Linked DNA regions of Mus musculus: region 1 is linked to region 2. The links are chromatin contacts, called in public promoter capture Hi-C maps. All regions are on one chromosome and are shown on one strand. The core of a region is the stretch at or near the end of the contact, and the rest is flanking DNA. Distances in the headings are between cores, read along the strand shown. Region 1 overlaps Ehd4 (EH-domain containing 4). Region 2 overlaps Sptbn5 (spectrin beta, non-erythrocytic 5).

Evidence for each region. Capture Hi-C pulls out chosen DNA fragments and counts their contacts.
Region 1: a contact with region 2 is called in a promoter capture Hi-C map of adipose tissue. The contact joins two enhancer-like sites. A contact is called at or near these places in 1 of 484 Hi-C or Micro-C datasets (muscle stem cells), 3 of 115 datasets of contacts at active chromatin or transcription factors (double positive thymocytes, embryonic stem cells and heart atrium) and 3 of 9 other capture datasets (adipose tissue, liver and pancreatic islet).

The regions. Positions count from the first base shown.
Region 1 is chr2:120,127,417-120,130,386 of GRCm38.p6, reverse strand. Ehd4 (EH-domain containing 4) reads left to right here. Exons shown (of 6, transcript NM_133838.4): 3 at 2,698-2,795. Among named protein-coding and RNA genes, the nearest start is that of Ehd4, 26 kb to the left of the region's middle. Within about 2 kb of position 1,601, at least 144 of the 459 cell types and tissues checked have an H3K27ac peak or open chromatin away from gene starts, as enhancers often do. A contact at or near this core is called in adipose tissue, where this site is marked.
Region 2 is chr2:120,059,208-120,062,171 of GRCm38.p6, reverse strand. It overlaps Sptbn5 (spectrin beta, non-erythrocytic 5), which reads left to right. Exons shown (of 67, transcript NM_001370938.1): 34 at 1-88; 35 at 380-580; 36 at 738-887; 37 at 1,315-1,419; 38 at 1,740-1,907; 39 at 2,384-2,533; 40 at 2,625-2,816. All of the region lies in intron 1 of Gm52559 (a long non-coding RNA gene), which reads right to left. Among named protein-coding and RNA genes, the nearest start is that of Gm52559, 10 kb to the right of the region's middle. Within about 2 kb of position 1,286, at least 30 of the 459 cell types and tissues checked have an H3K27ac peak or open chromatin away from gene starts, as enhancers often do. A contact at or near this core is called in adipose tissue, where this site is marked.

The DNA.
Region 1 (2,970 bases), core at 352-2,851, 68 kb before region 2:
CTCTGCCCCTTTGCTACTCTTGACTTTCCCTAAACATGGAGATGGAGGTAACAGGCATTGGGGTCCAGTGGAGATCTTGATCGTCTTCTTCTTTTACCTTGGGAGACAGAGTTCATCAGGTCGGTGGGAGGGACCTATGGGAAAACCAAGAGAGGTCTGAGATCTCTGCAGCACAGCAGCATTTTGTGTGAAATAGAGGCCAGGTGTCTGCACTGATTTAGTCACTCCAGGAAAGAGCAGGAAATCCATCTTGGGACAGCAAATCTCTGCTTGGAAATGTTCCAGCAAAAACTCCTGACCTGTCCTCCTGTGAGGGGTATGACAGATCTTGTCTTTCACCTTCCTCTCTCAGAATGGAAAGGTTAAGTGGCGATTGCCATGATAACTTTAGGGGTTCCTGATTACAGTAGAATGTGCTTTTAGGAACATGCCTAAATGTGTACACTTAACCTTGCAATACCTGCTGTGGCACCCTCAGTATCCAGTGCCTGCTTGTACTCTCTGCCCTCCTGCCCCTGCTCCACCTCATACAGTTTCTTTGACGGAATGGAGTCCGGTCCTGCACACGGCTTCAGCAGCCCCTTCTCCCGTGCCCCTGGAGCCCTGCTGGTCTCCTTTTTTGACAGTTGTCCTTCCTGCTGTGTGGAGATAGCTCAACAGTAGGCCTCTTGCTCTGTGGCTCACACAGCTGACCTGCTGACATGTTCTTGCTGTACATTCCAGGAGTGAGCGGTGCAGGAATAGTAAGTCCCTCTGTTAGCGTCTCACTAAAATCTAGGAATTTTGTGTTTTGGAAAAATTGATACTGAGTGTGAGCTTGTGGTTTGTAGAAACATCACCCTTCCTGTGGGAACAGTTTGTGTAAATAGTTTTACAAAGGTATGGCATGTTTAACATTGCCAGTTGTCTCCGGATAGACACAGTGTTCACCAAGTTGTGCTCAGAGCTCTGTTCCTCCCCCAGTTCTAGAGAGCAGATTGTCTCTGAGAACCTGACAAGCAGTGATTGGTGGCTCCTGTGTGTCCTGCTCATACTGTGCAGGTGGACTTAGGGCATGACAGGGGCCAGAGAAGAAGAGGAATAAAAGGTTTCTCTTACATATACTCGGCTTTATTTGTGGTGATATGGAGGTTAACTTTATGCACTGAGTTCTACTAATCTGACTTGGGAGATACTAGCTTGTAGTCTCCTGCCAGCCAAGCGTTATTGCAAGACCCCATGATGTCAAAACTGCTCCGTGCTTCAGAGTTACCTTGCTTTCATCTCGTGGGCTGATTTGGAAGTATAAAAAAGAATGTGTGACTATCTAGTTCTGAGCCTCTTAAAGGACAGTTCTCATGAGTGTCAGTGATGGCACCTTGGGCCTGAGTGTCCTCCCCTGCCCATGGTGGCTCTGGTCACAGCTGGGGGGGGGGGGGTGAGTCCGCCTTGTGCCTTGTCTTGCATTCCCAGCATACTTACTTTCTGAGTAATCCCCACCACTTCCACTGAATGGAAGAACTGAGCTGTTCCCAAGTGTTTTCAAGCCTCTGCCCACACAGATACAGAAGTCAGGCACTTTTAAAACAGGAAGAGGAGAGGCACTCTGTTTCCCCCTTAAAGCATACACAGACCCAACAAAGATCCAAACCAGGCTCAGTGCCTGGGGTGGAAGTAACAAGGCACTTCCTGCTATTACTCATTGCCTCACAATGGGAAAGCTCCCAAGGACAGGGCAGATTCTATCTAGTTTAGTTGTCTCCCTTTACATAGAAGGAAACTGAGGTCCACAGGGAAAGGCCTTTGTCTAAGGTCTCAGAAAATTATTGACAAAGGCTGAACAGATTCTAAGCCCAAGTCTGCTAGGGAACAAGTCAAAAATTTCCTTCCATCCCACTCTGCTTCCCAGTTGTTGGGCAGATAACTGGAAGCATAGCAACAGGGACCCTGGTCAGAAGGAAGAAGTGGCTGGTCAGAAGGAAGAGGTGGTAACAAGTGAGAGAGACCAGGAAAGAGGCTTGAAGATGGTCAGAACCTCTGTTGACCACATCTCCTCACCTATTCTCAGAGCTCCCTTAGGATTCCTAAGCATCTGAGGATGATGTTACCCAGAGGTACCTGACCTTTGCTGAGCTTGAAGCACAGTGTCCTTGGAGTACATGCTGAGTCATTGGGGCATCAGAAAGGGACACCAACCCTGGACATCTAGCTGTCACAGAGCAGTGGGATGGAACAAACTCAGATATTCTAGCTTAGGAGAAGTGTACCCTGAAGGAGGCAGCAGAAACTTAGGATGCTTGGACAAGGAGGTGGGAACAGGAGGCACATAGGGGTAGGAATCAGACTGAGTTTAAAGCTCAACTGTGAATGTCTCAGGTACTTAACCTTTGTGAGATTCATAGAAGGATGTTAATCTAGGGATCAAAGTAGGTAGTATTTGTAAAACACCCAAGTGTTTGATAAATAAACCGCAGTTAACACTAAGGGATCGAGTGGCAGGAAGAAATGGGTTGCAGCGCATCTTCCACACCTGTATGTGCAATGGCATTTGTTCTGTGACCCCAGTGAAGTTACCTTTAGTTTCCTCCAAGCCCCTGCTTTACAGTCCACTTCATAGGCATCTTTAGCGTCTGTCTAGCTTCTTTTTATAGACATCAGTGAGTAGAGAGCTTCTGAAAGGTCCAGTTTCTAGTCCCAACTTTGTTCTGTCTCTTCCAGATTCATGTGCTCACAGCTGCCCAACCAAGTTCTGAAGAGCATCAGCATCATCGACAGTCCTGGCATTCTGTCTGGGGAGAAGCAGCGCATAAGCCGAGGTCAGTGCTCCAGCTGCTCCTCCCACCCTCTCCAGAGTTGTCTGAGGCCCCTCAACTATGAGCAGAGCATTTCTACTCCCCTCCCATTCTTTCCATCCTCCAGGACAGTCACAGCCCAGGGCCTCCCACAGTATCCTAGGCAGCCAAAAAAGCCCCAAGAAGCAAGTGAGGAGGT
Region 2 (2,964 bases), core at 37-2,536:
CCAAGCTTGGGAGGCCCTCCAGCTGCGCATGGAGCAGCGCAAGGCTCAATTGGAACGAGGATATCTCCTGGTCCGGTTCCACACAGCGGTGAGGGCTTTCTTCCCTTGGGAGGGGTGCATGTGTGTACAGATGTGCACATGCACCGAGGCCCCCCCATTCTGGAGGGAAAATGTATCGGAAGGGGCAAGAGCAAGGGTCCGTGGCCCTGGGAGGGCTGGGATGGATGGTGGCAGAGAAACCAAGTGACAGGGACGTGTAGTCTTGCCACAAGCCCTGAGTCAGACAGCTTGATGTCTCTATATACGCACGGGTTCAGGCTGGCTGCAGTTGTTTGTCATCAGCCTCCTCTCAACGGCTCCTCTTGTCTTCTGGGGTCAGGTGAGGGACTATACCTCCTGGGCGGCCAGCGTGCATCAGGAGCTACAGATGGAGGAGGCCTCCTGGGAACCCCACAGCCTTTTGCTCAGGCTCAGAGCCCATCAATGGCTGTGGGCAGAACTGAAAGCCAAGGAGGAGCTGCAGCAACGGGCCACTAAGATGGGCCAGCAAGCTCTGCTGGCAGCAGGAACACCCGCTAAGGTGGGCATTTCCCCAAGCTCCCAGCCTACCCTGCCCTCCCTTAGGCTGCCTCCTTCCCACCCCCACCCCCTGTTGCTTCCATCAGTCTCTCCTCAAAGGTTTCTCTTGGGATCTATTAGTGCCCCTCCTCCACCCCGGCTTCCCACATCATCTTCAGGTCCAGGATGGGCTTCGAACCCTACAGGAGGAACGCGACCAAGTGTTCCAGGCCTGGGCACTCAAGCAAGAGAAGCTGCAGGCCATGCTTCAAGAACAGCACCTCCTCAGGCAATGCGGCCACCTAGTGGAGGTCCTCACAGCCCAGGAGGCAGGTCTTGCAGCCACAGCCACAGCCCTAATATTCCCTATCCTGATCCTCTTCCCTGCCTGACTGCTCCTCCCTTTCCTCCGGGGTCTTTGGCTTTTTTTTTTTTTTTTTGGACATGGAGCAAAAGGCTATGGGTGAGTCCTCCCGGGTGACTAGTGTAGATCACTAGGGTACCATGATGGTCTCTACTAGCACACCCAGGCCAGAGCTAACACTGCTTTTCCCCATGCAGCTGAGACCCATGGAGTTAAATAGATTGCACATAACCTCCACTTTGTCTTGCTGGCCTCCAACCTGGGCTCCAGTTCCTTTTACTGCTCCCATGCTTGCGTGCGTGTTCAGATCAGCGCTACTCAGGCCCCAGGGGTGTTGTCTCGGCTGTGCTGGCAGCCCTCAGAGCCTCTGACCTTTCCGTGGACTGATCTAGGCATTCCTAAAAGCCAGTGGCCTGGGGAGCTCAGTGGAAGAAGTGGAGCAGTTGATCCGAAAGCACGTGATCTTCCAGAAAGTGCTAGCTCTCCAGGACAAGAAGGTGACAGGCCTGAACATAGTTGCTGATGGGGGAGTGAGTCTTCAAGAAGGGTGTCGGTGGCTGGGGGTATGCTCAGAAACAGCACTGATTTGTCCGTAGAACTAGGGATAGAATTGTACATATGGCTCAAGAAAAGACTCAGGCTGGGGAGGTTCACACTGCAGGGACCCCTGGGGAGCATTTACTTATTCTCAGGTCACTGAAAGAAGATCAGTTTTGGCTATTTTCAGGGCCATTAGCCAGCCCTTAACCATGCAGAACTAAGGGAAAGTCGATAGTCAGGTTGCCAGAGTAGACCAGCAGGCTGTGTCTGTCCACAGGAGTCGGCTCTGAATGAGCAGCTAAAGACGATTTCAAGCCCTAAGGGGCAGAACCTGTTTTGCCACATGTTGGAGCACCGGGCTCAAGTGAAGGAACTGGCAGAGAGCCGGGGCCAGGCTCTGCACACCTCCCTGATGATAGGCAACTTTGTCAGGGCAGCAACCCAGGTCAGAGGACCATTCCCTGTCCATTGCCTATTACGTTGTACAGTTTGAGGTGACATTCACACCATAACACTGTAACAACATAACAACATAACACCATAAATGGCATTCCAAGGGCCAGGCTGGAGCCCAGAATATTTGATTGGCAGCCCCTTGGGCTAAGACTCATGTTTACCGAGCAGTAGCAGAGCCAAGACAAAGAAGAGCTATAGGCAGGGGAACACAGCTGTATGGGTTCCTGGAGCAAGGGGCTCACACCTCTGAAATGGACTCTCATTCAAGTTCCTGGCTCAGCCTGGCCAGAAGCATGGCTTCCGGAGCTAGAATGGTGGTTCTTGTTTATTAGATACTGCCAGCCCTGCCCTTGAGGCCAGTAGCCCACCCCCTGGAGTTTTCTGGTGGGGAGAAAGGGATGAAGGGGAAGGGGAGGCACTTCAGGATGGAGCATCATCATAGGATCTGTGCCCTACCCCCAACAGGCTGAGGACTGGATCCAGCAGCGGGTCCAGCAACTGAGAGCCTGGAGCCCTCTTGGGAATCTAAAGGATTATCTGAAGCACCTGAGGAAACACCAGGCCTTCAGGGCTGAGGTCCAGGCTCAGGAGCAGATCTTGACCTCTGTTGCCAAGGTGACTGCAGCCTCAGCCCAGCCTACTCCAAAGCACTGATGGTTGAGGTAAGAAGAAAGGTGCTGAGTGTGCCCTTACTCCTGTCTCCCAGCAAGGCGAAGAGCTCCTCAGTCAGAGCCACCCTCAAGCTGGAGAGGTCTCCCAGAGGCTGGAGGCCCTGCGGGACCTCTGGGAGAAGCTGAGGCAGGCAGTGACCCTGCAGGGCCAGGCCCTAGAGAACAGATACAACTTCCAGGAGTTCCTGCAGAGAGTGGACCTAGCAGAGACCTGGATCCAGGAGAAGGTGGGGGCTCCTCTGGATAGGGAATTTGGGGTCTGGGGACAAGAGCTAAAGAATTGGGTGGGAAAGAGCAAGGTCTTCGGTACTCTGGCTCTGTGATGGTAGTAGTCTTGGTGGGAGATCGCAAGCATCCATGTTTCCTTACCCTGCC